Linked DNA regions of Sus scrofa: regions 2, 3 and 4 are each linked to region 1. The links are chromatin contacts, called in public Hi-C and HiChIP or PLAC-seq maps. All regions are on one chromosome and are shown on one strand. The core of a region is the stretch at or near the end of the contact, and the rest is flanking DNA. Distances in the headings are between cores, read along the strand shown. Region 1 holds the start of NHLRC1 (NHL repeat containing E3 ubiquitin protein ligase 1). Region 2 overlaps KIF13A (kinesin-like protein KIF13A). Region 3 holds the start of FAM8A1 (protein FAM8A1). Region 4 holds the start of NUP153 (nuclear pore complex protein Nup153).

Evidence for each region. A called contact is a pair of places that touch in the nucleus more often than the background predicts. HiChIP or PLAC-seq counts read pairs in DNA pulled down with a chosen protein or histone mark.
Region 2: a Hi-C map of subcutaneous adipose tissue shows a contact between it and region 1, with 2.2 times the contacts expected there. The contact joins the enhancer-like site here to the promoter of NHLRC1 in region 1. A contact is called at or near these places in 3 of 5 promoter capture datasets (fetal liver, fetal skeletal muscle and liver), 17 of 47 Hi-C or Micro-C datasets (brain, embryonic fibroblasts, epiblast stem cells and 10 more) and 2 of 2 datasets of contacts at active chromatin or transcription factors (alveolar macrophages and skeletal muscle).
Region 3: a contact with region 1 is called in an H3K27ac HiChIP or PLAC-seq map of alveolar macrophages. The contact joins the promoter of FAM8A1 here to the promoter of NHLRC1 in region 1. A contact is called at or near these places in 4 of 5 promoter capture datasets (fetal liver, fetal skeletal muscle and liver), 20 of 47 Hi-C or Micro-C datasets (adipocytes, alveolar macrophages, blood and 13 more) and 2 of 2 datasets of contacts at active chromatin or transcription factors (alveolar macrophages and skeletal muscle).
Region 4: a Hi-C map of embryonic fibroblasts shows a contact between it and region 1, with 5 times the contacts expected there. The contact joins the promoter of NUP153 here to the promoter of NHLRC1 in region 1. A contact is called at or near these places in 3 of 5 promoter capture datasets (fetal liver, fetal skeletal muscle and liver), 16 of 47 Hi-C or Micro-C datasets (alveolar macrophages, embryonic fibroblasts, epiblast stem cells and 10 more) and 2 of 2 datasets of contacts at active chromatin or transcription factors (alveolar macrophages and skeletal muscle).

Annotation. Positions count from the first base shown.
Region 1 is chr7:13,815,595-13,818,971 of Sscrofa11.1, reverse strand. It overlaps NHLRC1 (NHL repeat containing E3 ubiquitin protein ligase 1), which reads left to right and starts at 1,328. Exons shown (of 2, transcript NM_001258302.1): 1 at 1,328-1,673; 2 at 1,676-2,729. The coding sequence starts at 1,381. The coding sequence ends at 2,567.
Region 2 is chr7:13,554,863-13,558,465 of Sscrofa11.1, reverse strand. It overlaps KIF13A (kinesin-like protein KIF13A), which reads left to right. Exons shown (of 40, transcript XM_021100220.1): 15 at 3,498-3,584. Among named protein-coding and RNA genes, the nearest start is that of NUP153, 90 kb to the right of the region's middle. Within about 2 kb of position 1,440, at least 8 of the 83 cell types and tissues checked have an H3K27ac peak or open chromatin away from gene starts, as enhancers often do. A contact at or near this core is called in retroperitoneal adipose tissue and subcutaneous adipose tissue, where this site is marked.
Region 3 is chr7:13,376,115-13,379,378 of Sscrofa11.1, reverse strand. It overlaps FAM8A1 (protein FAM8A1), which reads right to left and starts at 1,250. Exons shown (of 4, transcript XM_021100215.1): 1 at 400-1,250. The coding sequence starts at 1,117.
Region 4 is chr7:13,464,654-13,467,838 of Sscrofa11.1, reverse strand. NUP153 (nuclear pore complex protein Nup153) reads left to right here and starts at 1,262. Exons shown (of 22, transcript XM_001926651.6): 1 at 1,262-1,942. The coding sequence starts at 1,832.

The sequences.
Region 1 (3,377 bases), core at 79-2,578:
CCTTGCTCAGTGGGTTAACGATCCGGCGTTGCCATGAGCTATGGTGTAGGTCGCAGACGCGGCTCGGATCCCGAGTTGCTGTGGCTCTGGCGTAGGCCGGTGGCTACAGCTCCAATTTGACCCCTAGCCTCCATATGCCGTGGGAGCGGCCCAAGAAATAGCTAAAAAAAAACAAGACAAAAAAAAAAAGAAAAGAAAGTGTTCTAATTTCATTCTCTTACATGTGGTTGTCCAGTTTTCCCAGCGTGGTTTATTGAAGAGACTATCTTTCCTCCAGTGTATGTTCTTGCCTCCTTTGTCATAGATTAGTTGACCAGAGCTTCTTGGGTTTATTTCTGGGCCTTCTGCCGTGTTCCTTTGATCTATATTTCTGGTTTTGTGTCAGTACCATACTGTTTTGAGGACTGTAGCTTTGTAGTAGAGTCTGAGGTCAGCGAGCCTGATTCCCCCAGTTCCTTTTTCTTTCTTTTCAATAGTGCTTGGGCTATTCGAGGTAAACTGTCTGGCTTCAAATCCTAGCCTGGCCACTTTCTAGCCATGTGACCCTGGGCAAGAAACTCAACCTCTACAAACTACGGTAGAAAAGGGGTGATGAAAATACCTTGTAGGATTGTCATAACCTGTGGAAACCACTTAAAAGAGGGCAAGGCATGGAATAAATTTGATAGTAATTATGATTAACAGCTTTCTTATTTTATATCAATTTTTCTAGAGGATATGCCCAACCTGGTTCCAGCCTCAGACACAAATTCACCTAGTAGATTTCAGGTATTGTCTTATAATATTCCTTCCTTAGTACATAAATTCATTTTACAAGTGTGCGTTAAGCATCTACTTTACTAGAAGAGTAATAGAAGACCTCAAAGAAGTATGTGTCCCTGCCTCATCCCCTTGAGTTTTAAGTTCCCTTGTGCGTCTGTGTATTCCCAGTCGGATAAGCATCGTGAACCCTGAGACCAGGTTTCTTGCCTGGGCAGCCCCAGCACACAGCATCGCCAATGGGAAACTGCAGGGGGGAAACTAGGGTAAAATCTAGTTTTTACTAGAAAAATCTGGATGATAAAGAGCAACCCGCTTGTCCTCAATAGGTGTGTTCCCTCAAGTGTAAAGTGAAGAGAATCCGTCCATGGCTGTTGAAAATTACAGGTTTGACTACACGCTGTGGATGCAGGCTATAAGTACCCACCGTCAGGCCTTCAGGATACAGTTCGGCGCGCGCCCACCAGGGGGCAGCAGGTCTCGGCCGAGCTGCCTGCCGCCGCGGACGTCAGGTCCAGCGCTCCGCCCCGTGACCCGTGACCGTGACCCAGGGCGGCGCGGGGGCAGCGTGCGGCTCCGTCTGCTGGCCGGCTGGGCGGCGCGGCGCCCGGGGCACGGCAAATGGGTGCCGAGGCCTCCGGGAGCGGGTTGGCTCTGCGGGAGCTGATGCGCGAGGCAGAGATCAGCCTGCTCGAGTGCAAAGTGTGCTTTGAGCGGTTTGGCCACCGCCAGCAGCGGCGCCCGCGCAACCTGCCCTGCGGCCACGTGGTCTGCCTGGCCTGCGTGGCTGCTCTGGCGCATCCGCGGACGCTGGCCCTCGAGTGCCCCTTCTGCCGGCGAGCCTGCCGGGGCTGCGACACCAGCGACTGCCTGCCCGTGCTGCACCTCCTGGAGCTCCTGGGCTCCGCGCTTCGCCGGCGCCCGCGGCCTCCCGCGGCGCCCCCTCCTCCCCAGGGACCCTCACCTGCCACTACGCCTTCGGCGGCTGGGGGACCTTGGTCAACCCCACAGGACTGGCGCTGTGTCCCAAGACAGGACGGGTCGTGGTGGTGCACGACGGCAAGAGGCGGGTCAAGATCTTTGACTCCGCGGGAGGATGTGTCCATCAATTTGGAGAGAAGGGGGACGCTGCTCAGGACATTAGGTACCCACTTGACGTCACTGTCACCAACGACTGCCATGTGGTTATCACCGACGCCGGCGACCGCTCCATCAAAGTGTTTGACTTTTTTGGCCAGATCAAGCTTGTTATTGGAGGCCAGTTCTCCTTGCCTTGGGGTGTGGAGACCACCCCTCAGAATGGGGTCTTGGTAACTGACGCAGAGGCAGGGGCCCTGCACCTCCTGGAAATCGACTTTCCGGAAGGAGTCCTTCGGAAAACTGAACGGTTGCAAGCTCACCTGCACCAACCCAGGGGGGTGGCCGTGTCCTGGCTCACGGGGGCCATCGCGGTCCTAGAGCACCCCCGGGCTCGGGGAACCGGAACCTGCAGCACCACGGTGAAGGTGTTCAGTGCAAGTATGCAGCTCATCGGCCAAGTGGATGCCTTTGGGCTGAGCCTCTTTTTCTCCTCCGAAATAACTGCCTCGGCTGTGACCTTTGATCACCAGGGAAATGTGATTGTTGCTGATACTTCTAGTCAGGCTGTCCTATGCTTAGGAAAACCCGAGGAGTTTCCAGTCCTGAAGCCCATCATCACCCAGGGCCTTTCCCATCCTGTGGCACTGACCTTCACCAAGGAAAATTCTCTTCTTGTGCTGGACAGTGCAGCGCATTCTATAAAAATCTATAAGGTTGACTGGGGGTGATGGGGAGTGGTGGGGGCCCCAGGGCCTGGCATCAGAAGCCCTAGAGCTACAACTTTTGGTTGCTTAACCCTGGATAAGTTACTTAATCTGTCCAACAGAGATAATTACAATTTCTGGTAGCCTTACAGAGGTTAAGGCAATTATTAAAGAATGTTAATTAAATCTACCATTTATTGATTATGTACTTCATGTGCTAAGAAATTTGCAAATATTAGCTCATTTAAGTTTATGGTAATTTCTATTATGAATCCCATTTTAGAGACGAGAAAACTTAGACCCAGAGGGCTTAAGTGATTTACTCAAAGTCACATTTACTCACTAAGACAGTCACAATTGGAACTCAATTCTGACTGCAAATCTGCTTGCTCTTAAATAAGATAACAGATGTGGGGGGGGAATTGAGATTGTATATTGTTGCTGTGCATACACTACAAGTAGCTATTTAGTTAGAGGCACAGAGAAAGACTAGAGAGAGTTCAAGAGAAAAGGATTTTGTGGTGGACCTCAGATTTTTCAACCTGCCGTTTCTTCGACGGCACATTAGAGAGAGTCACTGTGAAGCCAGAGTTACTTGAGTAAGAAAAATGGAAATTGCTTTTTCAAAAGATGTAAGTTTTCTTAGTGCCTGTAGCTCCTCCACTCAATCAACTGGGTTGGTCGAGAAAGGCCTGTGTTGACATAAGTTCTAAACTCCTGCAGAACATTCTAAACCTACCAGTGTTTGGGGGCTGGATGATATTCCTGTTGATGTTGTTTAAGAGATAAGTCACCATAGTCAATTCATGGCAGAAATGATTTGCCTGCCTTGTT
Region 2 (3,603 bases), core at 191-2,690, 260 kb after region 1:
GTGGAAGTCCTGGTGGCCTGGGTGCGGCTATATAAATTCCTTCAGAGAGATTTTATATTTGTTTCTTTCAAGTGCCCTAGGCATGCGTCCAAACAGAAATTACTTTTTATGCTAATTTCTTGGCTTGACTACCCAACCAGGCAGTTTCCATAACTTTTTTTTTTTTTTTATTGTAATAAGAGCATACTCAAATGGCAGAGTGATGTGTGTATATGTGTGTTCAGGGCTGTGTGTGTGTGTGGGGGTGTGTGTGTAACCACCTACATAGTAATTGATATGTAAGAGAGGTGAAGCTTCTATTTTTCTCTAATTTCCTCTGGAACTGGTTTTAGTTTTATTCTAGAATAACACTGCACTACTGAACTTTTTTATAGAAAAGTTTATGAATCTGCTAAGACCATTTGGTAGCCACTATTGAGATGATGCTGTTGAAAATTAATATGTAGCTAGGGAGAATGAGAACCTGAATTTTTTTTTTTTTTTTTTTGGCCACACCCATGGCTTGTGGATGTTCCCAGGCCAGGGATCAAACCCATGCCATGTCACCACCCTGAGCTGCTGCAGTGATAATGCCAGATCCTTAACCTACTGTGACACAAGGGAAATCCCAAGAATTGTATTTTTAAAATTATAATTCAGAGTTTAAAATAATAAAGGACACTGAGTAACACATTTCTACTGTTGATCATACTGCAATTCCTAGAATTTCTGGAGGGTTTTTCAGACACTTTAATAAGCAAAGGGAAAATATTTTCCTTAAAAACTGACTACTGATTTTTTTTTTTTTTTTTTTTTTTTTTAGGTAGAAGAGATAAGTATTCTATACAATTGGAAAAAAAAATCTTCTATCATCCTTTTGACAAAAATGTGTATATATTTATAGTGTTAAAAAAACAAAATTCAAGGAAGTTCCCTTGTGGCACAGCAGGTTAAGGATCCAGTATTGCTGCAACCATGGCACAAAACTGTAACTGTGGCACAGGTTCGATCCCTAGCCCAGGAATTTCCACGTGCCACGGGTACAGCCAAAAAACAAACAAAACCCTCCAAATTTGAGTAAATTTGAAGATGGAATTGCTGTATGAAATGGTTCGTGAATTAGGCACCATCTCAGACAGAACGATCCTCTGAGGGGTTACACAACCTGGAAGAGTTACATAATAAGAAGGGTGGGTCAGGGAAAGGAAATCATTAGCAAGGACGTTCATTGGAGGAAAGTAAAAGTTCAAGTGACACCTCTCCTTGACTGAGCCGTGGCGTTTTTATTGGCTGGGCTTGTTGCTAGGCAGGAAGGAGGCCTGTCTTCTTCCTGCTGGGGTAGCAGAATAGTTGTACTTTACCCCCCCTGTTTTGGGGGTACAAGGTAGGTTTCTTCCTGTTGGGGTCATTAGCTGACGTCTTTCATTTGAGGTAAGTAATGGCAGGATGTGAGTTTCCTCTTGAGGCTTCTTGACCTCAATTTTAGTTAAGGTTTCTTTTCAGTAATTTTCACAAGGGACAAATATGTGCATGCATATTCTGATCTCATTTTCCATTTTCGGCAGATGAATAAATCAGAATATAATTCCAAATAGATGGGAAACAGACTTTCAAAACTTGAGTCACAATGTTGCGAGTCATTTGGATAGGAGCGTGTTAGTGTAAAATATACACACCAAAGTTTTCCTATGTTTGTGTATGGCATATTAAAAACATTTTAGATGATATTCCAGAGTACTTTTAATTAATAAAATTTTAGGAGTTCCCGTTGTGGCTCAGTGGGTTAAGAACTGACACAGTATCCATGAGGATTCGGGTTTGATTCTTGGCATCACTTAGAGGATTAAGGATCCAGCATTGCCACAAGCTGTGGCCTAGGTCGCAGATGTGGCTTGGATCTGGCATTGCTGTGGCAGTGGTGTAGGCCTGCCGCCCGCAGCTCCAATTTGACCCCTAGCCCAGGAACTTCCATATGCCACAGGTGTGGCCCTAAAAAAAAAAAGAAAAGGAAAAGAAAGAAGAAGAAAAAAATATATATATCTTAGTCACCAGATTTGAATTCTACCACAAAGGTAAAATGTGGTAACATTTTTCATATGTGAATGCTCCTTGTTCCATAACTTTGAGCTTGAGAGTTCCCTAAAGATAAGGAACCAGCTGAGACTATATGATAAAAGCAATTTACAAAAAAATTAAAACTCAAAGTAATACTCTTTATTTTTCTCCATCAAACTTCACCTGACAGTCTTTTAGCAAATTAAATTTCAGTTAATTAACTAATTAGTTATCCCCATAATGTTTTGTTTTGCCCTTAAAGGCTAGTAAATGTCTTTAAGTGAAGGAAACATTTATAAGAAGACTAAAATTGTCCATGCTAAAAAATCTGGAGGACTTTTCCTCTCCCACTAAAAAAAGCCACAAAGACAGAGCTTTAGCTGTGTCAAAGGATCAGTTGATGAGATCTTCTAATAAGCAGAAAATCCTACATAACTCATTTAGGCTCCTGACTTCACAGCCCCTGCATGGCCCATGAGCTGTAGAAAGTTGCAATGTGAGGGAAACCGCACTATTGAAAGACCACCTCCCATGTCTATTCCACAGTTGCTTCTTCAAAATTTGTTTCAGACAAGTCCAAGATGCACAGACCAGCACAAACCCAGAGACCGGTGAACATCATTTATGGTGTGACATATACTGTGTAATTGAGACTATTACAGTTGTTTTCCATACCCCTAATTATTTGCTTATTTTTATTAAAGGATAATTGACTTACAGTATTATATTAGTTTCAGGTATACAGCATAATGTTTTGATAGATTTATATTTTATTGTCATTTATATTATTTTATTTTATTTTAATGGCCACACTCAGGCATATATGGAAGTTCCCAGGCCAGGGGTTGACTCTGAGCCATATCTGTAATGCTGGATTATCTAACCCACTGTGCCACATTGGGAACTCCCCCCCATTGTCTTATAAAGGATCTTTTTCAGCTCATTCTTGAAATCAAGATCCAGGGAAGATTCGACCATCGTCATTGATTGTTATGTCTCTTAGGTTTCTTTTAGCCCATGAGGCCCCCTCTCTCCTCCACACACCCACCCCCTGCCTTGTTTTCTTGCATTTCATTTGCTGAAGACACCTAACATTTTGCCCCTTGCATCCCGGGGTATCATTTAGCCTCTTCCCTCTGTGCTTCTGAAGTTGGTATTTAGATATAAAAGTTTGATCAGGTTCAGCTCAAATATGGTCAGGAATATCCCATAGGCATTGCTGTCCATCTCCCTCAGGAGTGCAACTGCTTTTGAGGGTTTTTGGTGTCCCTTGATCATCTTTGCCCAGATCTCGTGTTGCCATAGTAGTTACCATTCTGTTATTGCTTCATTAGGTATTAGTCGAATATGTCTAGTGAGGGAACGTTCCCCCAGTTATTGCTTCAGCTCCTAGGTCTGGGCTTTGTGCTCTTCACTGTTCAGCTGACCTATGCCCCCGACCCCCCAATCCTGTGTTCCTTCAGGTCCTGTGTCAACGGCACCCTGGTCTGCAGCACCACCCAGCTGTGGCACGGGGATCGAATCCTGTGGGGGAATAACCACTTCTTCAGGTGAGAGCTTTGTGTTCAC
Region 3 (3,264 bases), core at 1-2,500, 440 kb after region 1:
TCCATCAGTTCCGTTGTCCCTAATACACACAAGCGCTATTAATTATATATATTTCACCTATGTTATCATATGCTGGGTAATATATATAATAAAGCCATGTCTGGGTTATTTCCAGCATTACCAGTCAAAACTCCTCCTCCCTCCATGGTGAACTTTGCCATCCGAGAACTAAGCTTTGGACCTCACTCCAGAGCATGGAGATCAAAGTAAGAGAATGGTCTTTACACGTGTGAACGATTAGTCCCAGGAGTCAACTGAGACCGCCAGGTCTAAAGAAAAAGCAAACTAGAACCTGGCTGTACACTTGGGGAACAGAAGGCCTGGGCCAACCCCAGCTGACGGACGAGAAACAACCGCGCCGGCTCTACCCCCAGGTCCTTCCCTGAAGAGCCTTCTCACCTGCCTGCCGCCCAGTCTCGCTCGGGGCTCGCGAAGCGGCGGCGGATGCTACCCTGGCCACTGGGGCTGCCCGGGCCGAAGGCTGCACGTGAGGGGCGCGGCCTCCCGGGCCACCGACCGGGGCGGGAGTGGCAACGCCGGCGGCTGCCCCCGGCTCAGGCCGGGCCGCCGCGGCGCTCAGGAAGTAGAAGGGGTTGTAGTAGCCCAGCTGGAGGGGCGGCGGCGCGGCGGTCTGAGGGGCGGCGGCGGCAGCGGCGGCGGCGCCCGAGCTGTAGTTCGGCGCGGGCGGCTGGGGGCTGCAGTAGGCGGGGAAGGCGGCCAGGCCGCTGTGCCAGGTGAGGTAGCCGCAATAAGACTGCCACAGCCACTCGTGCACCTGCCGGGAGTACTCGCGGGCGCTCAGCCGCGCCGGCCTCTCCCGCGGCGCCCCGGCCTCGGGTGCCTCGCAGCCTGCCGGCGCCTGCATTCCCGAGCCGGAGCCCGAGCCCGCCTCCCCGCGATTCCCGGGCTCGCGCGCCGGCTCCGAGGTCTTGGCGGCGGCCGCGAGGCCCGAGGCTGGGGGCCGGCCCGGGGCCTGGGGTTCGGCCTGCGGCCCGTCTCGGGGGCGTGGGGCGGCGGCAGCAGGAAGGCCTCTCAGGGCAGGGACGGGCTCGTGGTCCCCTCCGCCGTCGTCCTGCCCAGGAGGGCGGCCTCGAGCTTCCTCCGGCCCCTCTGCCATCGTCGCCTCAGCAGCACCCTCAGCGGTCCTGTCACTGCGCCGTCTCCTGCCCCGCTTGCCCCTCCCCAACGGCCCCGTAGCCACCGCAGCAGCCGCGAGCGTCAACAATCCACCACCGGAAGCGGAAACCCCCCCTTCCGCGTCGCCGGCGCGGGGCGGGGCAAGGAGGCGGGGCAGGGAAGTGGGCCTTCGTGTTCCCGAGCTGGCTTCGGAGGCTGACACTGGAATTGGGCGTCCTGCGCTTACTAGTTGTAGGTCCAGACTGTCACCGCCAACACCCACGCCCCGTACACCTCTTGCGTTTTTAATTAAGGCCGGAGGCTTCTCTTGATATTCCCACCGGCTGAGGACTGGGGCTGTCCCGGGAGAAACAGCTGATGGAGAAAGGGGGATTTATGAGAAGTCCCAAGGGTGTGTGCCCCCCTTTCTATTACGGAGACGCGATTGTCTTGATCACTAGACACGGGGCTTGTTGCGTATTTCTGTCTGCATTCATTCCATTAGGTAGTTCTCACCCATTTGTACTCAGCAAGGTGATACGAGACAATCCTCTAAGAGAATTAGAAACTAATAACCAAACTAAACAGACGTATCAGGATAGTACGACTCAGCTGCAGCGATCTTCATTGTAATAAGAAAGAGATTATGCTACTTTAAGAGCTAGACTCTGTCTTGATTCTGGAGCTAACTTCTGTTCCTAAAATCCTACTTTCCAGTGCTGCACACACAAGCCTGATACGCCAGCAAAACCGTGCCTTTCCTCAGACCCACGGTCTCGCCCTCTGGCACCTGCCTTTTCCTTTATTTTCTGTTAAGGCAGGGCCCTATCCATATCTCAGGGCTTTGGAATCTGCTCCCACTACCACAGATCAGGCATGGTTTCCTCTTCTTCTGAATTATATATGGTACCTTATGTATTTATATTTTAATATACTTTCCTATGTCCTTAAGTTGGTTAAGTGATAGAAATATGTCTTTGTATCCCCAGTTCCATACAAAAGATCTACAGGGGCTTAGTACTGTGGGTCTATACTGTAGGTCTATTTGTTAAGAGGGATTCCCAGAATCATTATTGACTTTGCTCTAGGAGATAAAAGTAAAAGTCTTAGGAGTTAAGGATTCCGAATGCAGTGGCTTGAATCACTGGGGAAGTGCAGATTCAGTCCCCTGCCTGGCACAGTGGGTTAAGGATCCCGTGATGCCGTAGCTGTGGCTTGGATTCAGTCCCTGGCCCTGGAACTTCCCTATGCCGTGGGTGAAGTAAACAAAAAAGCTTAACCTTAGCCCTTAGGAAGCTAATATAGGGGTTTGGTTTAAAGGGACATTTTCATGAAACACTTGAAGACCTACTTAAGATAATACCAGTGCAATATGAATCCAAAACATGAGAAAGCCCATATAGATAGAAAGGTTATCCTTCCAAATGTGGTTTTACAAATCAACTGTGAGGAAGTTGTAACAATAAAACTTGCATTCCAAGTTTGGATTGGGAAGGCAGGAGAAGCAGGAATAAAGAAGTGAAGATGACATAGAATGATTGTGAAATATTGTGGTTATTGGAGACACAGACTGTGTGTTGAATACCACTGAAGAGGTAGCACCTGGTATACTATCACTCACATAGTAGACCTTTATATTAAGATTCTTGGTGGCAGTTGTCAGAAACCCAATTGTAACTGACTCAAGGGAGAAAAAGTAAATGAATTTACTGACTTGCATAAAATGTTCAGAAGTTTATAGATAATAAAGTAGAGAAAAACAGGCGATTCCTGGAACTTTCTCTGACTTGCTTTTGAGAAAGTAAGAGTGTTTCAGTGAGAAACTTAATTCTAATGGGCTTAAGCAAAAAAAAAAAAAAAAAAAAAAAAAAAAGTCATTGCCTTTTGTAACCAACAAATTCAGAGGTTCTATATAAGAAGTGTCGACAGGGAGTTCCTGTTGTGGCTCAGTGGAAACAAACCCAACTACTAACCACGAGGATGCTGGTCCAATCCCTGGCCTTGCTCAGTCAGTTAAGGATGAGGTGTTGCTGTGAGCTATGGTGTAGGTTGCAGATACAGCTCGGATGTGGCATTGTTGTGGTTGTGGTGTAAGCAGGCAGCTGTAGCTCTGATTTGACCCCTAGCCTGGGAACTTCCATGTGCCAC
Region 4 (3,185 bases), core at 13-2,512, 350 kb after region 1:
AGAGATGGTATAAAAGTCTTGAGGTTAATTATTTGTATCAGATAACTGGATGATATTAGATGCTTTCTGTCTAAGCAGTTATTATGAATTATGTATATTAATCCTTTCACCAGAACCACCAACTTGTTGAGGTTAATATTCATTCTATTTGCAGATGAGGAAACTGAAGCGTAGAAAGAGGATCAGTAACTTACCCAAGGCTACACAGCTAGTAAGTGATAGATTTAAAATTAAGTTTATTTGAATCCAAAGCTATTTATAAGCTTTAAAATCAATTGTCTCAAATGGAACATTAAGCCCATGTGTTTTCACAGAAGTAGATTTTCTTTCTAATCACTTGGTTACTTGTTTCAACTCCTACAGAAAAGTTGGGTTATAGTCCTGGCTTTGACTGCCCAGTTCAGTGTCCTCCAATATGTCGACTAAATTCTCCGGAACCCCGTCTTGTCCGTTGAATGAGGGCTGGCGCACGTGATCACCCAGATCTTTCTAACGGTCAACTTTTAAAAATCGCTATACTTTGTGGATTAAGTCTTTGAGCCTAACTCACTTTTCACTTTGCTAAATATAATGCCTTCTATTTGGAGCAAATATATGTATACTTTTATTACTGGTAATATACGGCTTACCTCTAACGTGAGCTTGACTGCTGTAGGTGATCACCGTAACCATTTATTGCATCTCTTGCATGCCAGGAAATACACTAAGTGCTCCACGTAGATGATCGCAACAGCTGTATAAGCTGGATTTTAAAGTTCCCATTTTATAGGGGCGGAAGGTTTTGACTTCAAGGTCAAACTTAAGTGGTGGAGCCAGACAGCACTTGTGTGTTTGACAACAAAGCCCTTATTGTAACGGACATTAATGAAACTGTATATATTTGCTAATTCTGTTTTAGGCTTAAAGATCATAGACACTGTCTTTTCAACCAGTTTTTTTCTTTTTATAAGATATTGTTAGCTTCTCTCTGTGATTTTACTATGTGCTTACTTTCTTCCCGCTTTACCATTCCAGAGAAGGAAAGTGGGAAGGAGGTTACCGTTTGTGTTAAATGCCTCTTTCAAAGTTTAGAATCAAGAGCAGTTAAAAGGAACGGAACCCCTGGCTTTGTGCCTCTGCAGGGAACCGCCGCTCTCCTTCCGCGTCCTCCGTTCTGAGCACGCGCCTCCTTCCGTTGAACTACGTTTCCCAGCGGCCCGCGCGGCTGAGAGCGCGGGCTCGACTAGCCCTTCCCACCTCCCCGCCTATCACCTGGTCACATCGTGATGATGCAAACTCGTCGCGCGCTGACTAGTGACGGCGTCCTGGCTCGCGACCGCAGCGGCGGCCTTAGTAGCGGTAATAGACGCAACAGCGGCGATTGCAGGGACGACGACGACGACGGCGGGGCGGGCGCTGTGCGCAAAGGGGAGGGGTAGGCGGGCGGCGCCGGCGGCTTCAACTGCGGCAGCTACGGCTAGGGCGACGGAAGAAGAATCCCCGTCAGCCGGCGGTCGCGTTAGGCCTAAGCAGCGCTTGGAACCTCTTGTGTTGTCCTCGCGGAGAATCTCCATAGAGACGGTGACATACACAGAGGCGGGGGTCCGCGGGAGGCTGCCGGACGGGAGCCAGGTCCTCGGCCTGTGTCGCCGCCACCCCCTTCGCTGCCGCCAGCGCGCATTCTCTCTCGGCTCCTGCTCGCAGACCCGCGGTTCCTGGTGTGCCTGTGACCCACTGTGTGGGCAGCGCGGACGGACTTTTGGGCTGGGGCCGGGCGGGGGGGCCTCAAGGCCGCCTCTGCCTCTCCCGCCCCCTAACCCGCTCCTCAGGGGGAAGCCGCGGAGGCTCCGCCATGGCCTCGGGAGCCGGAGGCTTAGGAGGGGGCGGTGGCGGCAAGATCCGGACGCGGCGTTGCCACCAGGGGCCAATTAAGCCTTACCAGCAGGGGCGACAACAGCACCAGGTACGGGACCCCGGCGCCTCGGGGCCTAGCGGGTCGGGCACTGGGGTGGGGAGGGAACGGGCGTGAGGGGTCCGGGGCCCCACGTGGAGCGGACGGGAGGGCCTGAGCGAAGGCCCGAGCAGGGCGGCGGGAGCTCGGGCCGCTGGGGTGGCGACGGGAAGTGGGCTGAGACAGGCCAATCTTGCGGCGCACACGTGTGGTTCGGGCCGCCTCTCCCCAGCCCTCTTAGCCTGGGGCTTTCCCCCGACCGGCGCAGGGCGGGAACAGAAATCCTAGGCCACGACGGGCCTAGGATTCTTTCGTTTTTGGCGGGGATTGGGGGTGTGAGGGTGTTACCCACGTCTTCTGGATGGGAGAAAGGAAAAGATGTGGCTGGAGGCCCCTACGTTTGATATTTTCTAGTCTCCCGCGTTTCAGCGTGAGTGGGGAGGGGGCTGCCCTGGGGTATCGGCCTCTGGGGCCCCCGGGGGTTGGTGGTGGTGGGGGGCGCTGTTAAACGGCAAGTGGAAGAAGTTACTCTCAACCTATTAGTTAATTCTCCATCTCCCCTTCCCGGGTGCCTCCCGATCTGAGAGCGTTGACTTAGATTTTTGTTTTCTTAACCGGGTTATAGTTAGTGGCACCGGGGCATTTTGAAAGTCCCTCTCCGCACTTACGTCTTTTTTCCGTCGCAAGACTCTTCCCTCCCCACTATGTCCACCCCTCCCCTTTTTATTTTGGAGGCTAGAATTGGCCATTGCGCACAGTTGACCGGAACTCCAGTTCTCATCTCATGCACAAAATATTTTAATATTATGGGACGTACTTTAGGAAGTTCAGGTACTTTTTAATAGTCTAGGAATATTGGTGGTCTTATAATTTAGTCACCTTGTGTACTCGTGGGCGCTCGAAATTATGAACAGGGGTTTAGTCTAATTGTAACTGAGATGTTAGAGTCTGAGAAAATTCTGCTTTTTAGCTGTTAATTGTTTGTTATGGGAATTGAGTAGGAAAATGTTAAATATTCTAATAAAAGGCCCTTTAAAATTTCTCGGTGGGAAGTATATGTCTTAAACCTGTAAAAAAACTAAAGTATGGCAAAAGGGTCTGAAAACTTGTTGCGTCCTGTTGAAGGCAGACTTCCTAGATTGCTGTGTTGTGGATGATAATGAATATGAGCACTTTGACATGTTTAGTGGTGGTAAATTGTATCATGAAAAAACAGAATTTTAAAAATAAAGATTTGGGAGAAATTTCTTAACAG